Regions from separate parts of the Zea mays genome. Here region 2 is linked to region 1. A link is a contact called in public Hi-C data. All regions are on one chromosome and are shown on one strand. Each heading gives the region's core, a stretch centred on a gene start, on an enhancer-like site or on the middle of the called end of the contact. The rest is flanking DNA. Distances are from core to core; before and after follow the strand shown.

The links. Hi-C and Micro-C count contacts between places; a contact is called where the count stands out from the background.
Region 2: a contact with region 1 is called in a Hi-C map of leaf, with 5 times the contacts expected there. The contact joins the promoter of LOC103627708 here to the promoter of LOC103627702 in region 1. A contact is called at or near these places in 3 of 25 Hi-C or Micro-C datasets (ear, leaf and tassel).

What each region holds. Positions count from the first base shown.
Region 1 is chr5:214,005,675-214,009,278 of Zm-B73-REFERENCE-NAM-5.0, reverse strand. LOC103627702 (E2F transcription factor-like E2FE) reads left to right here and starts at 1,970. Exons shown (of 12, transcript XM_020538689.1): 1 at 1,970-2,560; 2 at 2,667-2,787; 3 at 2,898-2,975; 4 at 3,067-3,132. The coding sequence starts at 2,379. LOC100281101 (microtubule-associated protein TORTIFOLIA1) reads left to right here. Exons shown (of 5, transcript NM_001154020.2): 5 at 297-797.
Region 2 is chr5:214,242,782-214,246,385 of Zm-B73-REFERENCE-NAM-5.0, reverse strand. It overlaps LOC103627708 (alpha-mannosidase I MNS5), which reads right to left and starts at 1,883. Exons shown (of 15, transcript XM_008648017.3): 1 at 1,608-1,883; 2 at 587-629; 3 at 441-506; 4 at 285-346; 5 at 32-131. The coding sequence starts at 1,753.

The DNA of each region.
Region 1 (3,604 bases), core at 721-3,220:
TCAGATATTCCAAAAGAATAGATTGCTGAAGTTAGAAGCTGACAATAACAATGCAACATAAAGGTAGTACTTTTCATACATAATAAATCGGTACGGTTTTGAAGTTATGATGTCCGTCTCAATTCTGAATTCTTAATATGCAATGCATCCTTGAGCACCTTTCTCTTTTAAGGCAGGTGGGGCTTCCCTCTCGATTCCCACCAACCTACATTTACATTTGCAATATATTTTCCATAATATAATTATTCCCCTCTCAACTACTTGGTACCTAATATCTTCGTACCTAAATTACTCAGGGCGGGTTAGGCATGATGAAGACATTCTGTTCCAAGCGTGAACTGCTCGAGTTTGCTTATTATCATGGAGGCGGCTGTAGTTCTCTTTTCCACCGCGACCTCTTTTTTTTCCTAAGGAACGTACATTGTCATTTTTGGAAGCTTCTGAAAGCATGGCGTGCGCGTGAACTATGGATGTATGAGTCACTCCGAAGCTAAACTGTTTGAGTACTATGCTAAGCTGAGGAGCTGCATTCACATCATGTGGTGGAGCGCGAGGGAGGCTTCTTTATCGGACAGCCTCACTTGTCACCGACGCAATCAGGCACCCCCCCAAGCCGTGGACTACGCTGGGTTTGGCTTTGGCATGAGAACGACCGCTGTGTTTGTCATAAGTCATATCGTAACTAGAGAAACAAGTAGCTTTATAATCACAATGTATCACCATCCTACAGAACTATGGATGCGTCTTGTACATAGGCCGGATAAAGCGCTTCTATGTTCCCGAGCGTCTTTTCTTTACCATGATTCCAAAGTGTGTTTTTTTCCCCTTAGTATTAAGAAGAAAAATAAGGAGGTAGAAGAAAGTCTGATAAAACACACTCGCTTCAGCTTAAAAGGAGCTGCGGGCTGCGGCTGCCACTGCAAACCTGCAATGGTTCTCCAACCAGCAACTCACAGCATGCTGCATGCAGCTGCATCTGGGGCAAGGAGGGCCATTCGAGTAAGAAAGGCATTATTACGGGCCTGATTAGTTGCTTTCTCTATCCAGGCTCGGCGGAAACAGACATTCAGGCCCATGGCTGCCATGCTGGAGTGGAGATGTGTAAGGTTTTTTTGGTTGTCTTCTCTCAGCCTGGTCTAGCTCTAGCAGCTCTGGAATTTTGGTTGCAAGGTTGTGCAGTTGATTTCGGCCTCCCGTGCTCACGTCCTCGCACCGCCCCGACCAGGCTCCATGGGTCTGGGAGCGAGGATCTTGAATCAGCTGAGCCGAATGTGGGCAACTAATCACCCCCTACATCTTCGGATGATACCTTGAGATTGGGAGGGAGTAGCTGCTAGACAAACTGCAATTTCGCAGTTGGGACATGACTTGGCCCGTCTCTACGGCCCAAGAAAGCGGCCGCATGGACCTGCCAATCTGCCATAGTATGAATGGATAAGTCCATTCCACATCTGTAGTTGCGCAAGAGAGCCAAGGGCGCAGCGTTCCTTGCTGAATTAACAGCTGAAGAACTGAATAAGCGAACAGCTGAAGAAGTGCAGATAGATGTCATGCCCTGAATGAGGGAGGTCCAGAACTTCAGGAGTCAAGTTACTGCCCCTTTGCTTTTGCCCGACGGCACGGTAAGCAGCAGCAGGCGCCAGGAGGGAACGCCTGCAACGACACAGTACGACAGGGCTGGAGTACTGCGATTCGGTCATTCAGAGAGGAGGTTGCAATGCAACTCACGAGTTCACGTTTGGCGCGAGGGCGCGCGGCGCCGCAGATCACTGAAGCCAAAAAGTCAACCGTCACGAGTTCACGTTTCCCATCGAGACGCGCGACCGCCGCGATGAGCAGAAGAAAATCGCACAACCGCGCAAAAACCTCCGAATCCGACTGTCGCATCCGCGCACAGGCACCATGGGTCCACGGCCCGGCCCGGTCACCCGCTCCTCCTCCTCCTCCTCCTCTCGGCTCGCCCGCGCGCGTGAGCCGCTTAAATTTCAGTTCAAACTGCCCAAGGCAAGCCATCACGCGGCTCACGCACGCCACGCATCCCCCACCAGGCCACCATGCGCCTGCGAGCCACGCCAAGCCGATCTCTCAAGCGAAACGGCCCTCCAGATTACATTCGACGGCAGAGGCAGACGCACGGGAGCAGACAGAGAAAATTTTGAAACGCGGGCAGGCCGCCACCACCGCGCCAAATCAAGCCCTCCAGTCACATTCCATTCGACGGCCGGAGCGGCGCCTCCTACCTCCGACCTCCTTCTACAAGTCAGATCCGTCCACATATACAACACTCTCAGGAATTCCCTCCTCTACCACCGCACCGTCCACGCGAACTCAAATCCTGCAAACTCCTCGCGACCACCTCACGCGGATCGGCGACGGCGATGGTGGCGGCCTCCTCTACCGTCGTCGAGGTAGCGGTGGCAGCAGCTGCGGCGGCGGCGTCAGCTTTGCCGCAGGAGCAGCAGGCGCAGCCGCGGCCGCGGCCGATGCACGCGGGTGGCGCCAATGGCCGCCACCACGCGTACAGCCGCAAGGACAAGTCGCTCGGCCTCCTCTGCTCCAAGTGAGCCTGTTGCAGTGCAGCCTCGACACGTCTAGAAAGAAATTTCATTTGTAGCTACTGAGCTCTCCTTGCTGTTCTGACCCAGTTCTCCATGCTTGTTTTTTAGTTTCGTGGTTCTCTACAACCGCGAGGACGTGGAGTCCGTCGGCCTGGACGAAGCGGCCAAACGGCTCGGCGTGGAGAGGCGCCGGATCTACGACATTGTCAATGTGCTTGAGAGTGTCGGGGTTAGTTCTTTTCTTCTTCGGCCTTTCTGGGACAGAATTCTTCATTTCTGGCGCGGTCTGTTTGGGTATGAAGTATGATTCTAGTTTTTATTCAATTCCCTTGTGAGAAGATTCTTTCGAGGAAAGCCAAGAATCGCTACACATGGATAGGTTTCGGCGGAATCCCAATGGCGTTGCTAGAACTCAAGGTCTGCGTCTAGTCCCCTGCGTGATACTTCGATCAAGAATTGTAGCTCTCATCCATCTAACCCGTCATTTCTCTTGTTTTCTAATTCTCAGGAAAGGGCGTTAAGGGACAAGTCTGGTTTGGCTTCTCAGCAAACCGAGCAGCAATCTGCTGCCACAGTACGACCTCTTACTTTACCTTACATTTGAACTGATGTATCTGATTCTGGTCCACAACGATTTGTACTGTCTTCGTCCTGAAAAAGATGCAGTTCTAGGTCTGCCTCTAGTCAAACTATTCAAAAATTGACCAAATTTATAGAATATAACGTTGTTATTTAATATTTATAATGCAAGATAGGTATACTATGAAAACACGTTCTGCGGAGAATTTAATAACGCTTATCTGGTAACATAAATATTGATATTTTTTTTTAAAAAAAACTCAGACGTGGAGATAATGACTGCCCTCCCGGTATTAATGTCTAGGATCCGCACATAAGAATGTACACAGCCTACTGATGGCTAAGATGAGATCGAAACATTGATCCTAGCCAAGAAAATTTCTGAACCCTGGGCAACCTGAGAGCAGATGAGACAACGAGGAGATTTTTTTAACCAAATCGGAAATTTGCCTCCTTGGGAAATCGAA
Region 2 (3,604 bases), core at 634-3,133, 240 kb before region 1:
TGTAAGAGTGGAAATAATCAAATAGAATTACCTCAAAAAGATTAATCCGAGCATCAACATCAAATGTCAGATTTTCTGAAAGCCAGAGAACTCCTCTCTCAAACTCTGTGAGGTTACCTAAGACAACAAGACTGCATGAGCAAAACAGAAGGGCATCACAAACCAATCTTATGAATAGAAGTGTCCTAAAGAAAAATACAACGGTTTACATTTTGAACAACAAAAAACAATATAAATCTCAGAGCACTAAAAAACTGGAAACATTACAGCTTCATAAACTGTACCTTGATAATGACTCAACCAGTGTCAACGCGGATCCACTATAATCCTGTGGCAAGTGTTCAAGCTAGAAAAAGGGAATCATGGGTAACATTAAGTTGTGGTACCTTAAATTTATATAATACAGACCAAAATCCTTATAGTTGTCAATACTTTAATACATTTAAATTGCCAAGCTCACTAAGCGAGTCCGTGAAACTTTTAGTAAGAGGCTTCAATTCATCATGCTGAAAAGGTATCAAGAAAGAACATTAGCTCGTGCTAGTCAATAAGCTATTGAACAAAAGTAAGATGGCTGCTAACATACAGGGAATGCATAAGTCATGTAGTTGTCATAGGCATGGTAAAACCTGAAAGGAATGGAAGTATATCAATACCAAAAAAAAAAACGCAGTGAAGCTAAGACCTATAAGAGCCTAGGCTTCCTAGATACTCCATCCGTTTCAAATTTAAGTCGTTTCGGCTTTTCTAGATACAAAGCGGAAGTTATGCATCTAGATAGAGTGTACGTATACATCGCAAAAGCTATGTAACTAGAAAAGCCGAAATGATTTATAATTTGAAACAAAGAGAATGGGTCGTAACGCATGGGCACCCTGTCACACGCCCTTGTGGGTTATTGCTTACAGCACTGAATCTTGAGAGCGGCAACAATACAAAAGTTAGCAGCTTTAATGTGGCTAGGTTATGCTGAACCCTTGAATCTTGATTGACAACACTAAATATGCCAGCCTATCACATATCACTGTAAATAGCATCGATGATCCATGAAGATAGATTTCCTGAGAGGCTATGCAACAGTGCTCTGCCCTGGAAGCATAAAACTGAAGATGTCAATTTTACCAACCTCTACAGTCTATTCATCTTTAATAACATAAATATGGAAGAGCTTTAAAGTCAACTCAGTTCATAAGAAGCTAACCATCCAAGAAAGAACAAAAGAACGTCAAATAACAGTGGTACTAGAAGCTAAGCTCAAAGTGCTATCAGATTTTGCCAACCACGTTGGCATGGAAATTTTGTTGCGACTTGCGAGGTGTATCTGTATCACTCCAATGGTCCAATCCTAGGCCAGAGACAAGTGAGCTCGAAATGTTGGCATTTGACCCAACAAATAAAAAAGATTAGCATTGTAAGGATTCGTTTTACAACTTCAGTTCAGAACTCGTCAAATTAGAAGAGCTAGGCTTCGTGTTTACAACATCTCTAGACAACGTCGGTTGGATACACCACCCAGGCGCACACAACAAGATCCGACAGAAGAAAGATTATGAACGGCGAAGAGCCGAAGACGGGAGGGATGAAGCACGTGGCAGCTGAGTACTCACATCTCCAGGACCTTGTTCTTCATGTACACCCTCCTCGCCCGCCCGTACCCATCGGCGCCGACGGCTCCCCCGGTGAGAGCTGCGAGGAGGAGGGCAGCCGCGACGAGCCGCGCCGGCGCTGGTAGGCGCCGCCCAGGGGATCGCATGGAGGCTTCCCGCGGTGTGGGTAACAGCGGACGAAGAAGAAGCTACCCGGTTGGGCTCGTGGTCGTGGAGCCGTGGTGGAGATCGGGTTCCTTTCCTCTCAGAAGTTCAGATATCAGACGGGTCTGATCGACAGCGTGGATAGTTGCTGCGTAGCGGAATTTGCTAGGAGGCCACGGATGCCTCTTGTTTTTTACGAGCTCGTACAAATCGTGAGCCGCTGTAGTCATTTATAGTCTTTGTCTGTATAATTAATTTTATAATTATATTATATTTAATACATCTTCTTCCCACGCACCCGCTAGAAAATTATAAAAAATAGGTATAGAACTTGGGTTCAAATATTAACACAGTTCATTTTATAATTAGATTATATTTAATACATCTTCCTCCCCGTGCACAACTAGAAATAAATAAAAAATAAGCACAAAACTTGGGTTCAAATCTTAACCCTCCCTCTCTCTCCTAGATTTAGCTTCTAACCACTGAAATACATATTTTTTATGTTCTATAAAAGATAGATATTGTAAATATTGTGAATATAGAACATGCGACTAGTATAGATTAATTCATTGATGTTCAAAAGTATTTCATCAGTTTTAAATTATAAAACAATTCGAATTTTCTAGATATTGTTTTTATTTTATATCTAGACAGAGTATATATTTATATATTTAAGTGTACAACAAAAGATATATATCTACAAAAAACTAAGAGCAACTTTAGAAGTTCTTGATTTAGATAGTTACCTAAAAACTCCTATCAACAGTTCTCTAAATGAACTTTTTAAATTTAGCTATTTTTCATTTAACCTAATTTCTTCTCTACATTTGGCAATCATTTACCAACTCACTAACCAAAAACAAATTGGTTGTACTATGTAGGCAATGAAGGTAGTTGTTGATATTTGTGACTTATTTTTTACATGGATAGATTCATAAATAAAACTATAACCTATATTTAGAGAGTTGTTGAAGAACTTATAATTTTTTACTCCTAAAGTTATTTAGCAACTCATTAAAGTTGTGATTTAGAGACCTAAATTTACAAAACTATTGAAGCTGATCTAAAAATTATTACAATTTAGTACAAAGTGAGTATACGATTTTGTACATGTGTATAATAAGTCTAGATAAGGCAACATTTAAAGATAGTGCGTGTTGCAAAATATGAGGCGCCAACTAGGACGACAAATTACAAACCGTGAGAATAACACTACTCAAGTGAAAAATCAAACATGTTTCTCGTTATTTCTCTTTGATACATATCTCTGCATCGTTTCTCGACTCACGGGGTATTTGTTTGAGATTATAATCTGCCCAGATTATATAATCCAACATGAACTAAAAACTAAGTGTTAGTTTAAAATTTGTTGGATTGTATAATCTGGCCAGTTTATAATCCCAAACAAACACCCCCTTGTGTTTGATCCACTGATCTATATCTATCGTATAGATTTTTTATGCATGTTTTTCGCATGAGACATGTTAATAATCAACGACTAAAGACAAATATAATAATAGGATCCAACCATGATATGTGCTAAGGTAGATTTGAGAGAAGTGATATGTAAGCTTACAGTGGAGGGTATGTTTAAAACTTCTAGAGGAAATAGTTAGTCAGTTAAAACATTGTTAGCTGGAATAGGCCGACTAACTATTAGTTGGAGACTATTTGATACCTCCAAGTTTGTTGGATCTATTAGTTTTATAGTGCTCTATTTCGAGTGGAGACCGATGATTGAGTTAAAAAGGGACAATAATGTCTGAAAGGGAATTAGGCTTACACCTAGTCCCTAATTAATTTTGGTGGTTGAATTGCCCAACACAAACATTTGGACTAACTAAGTTTGC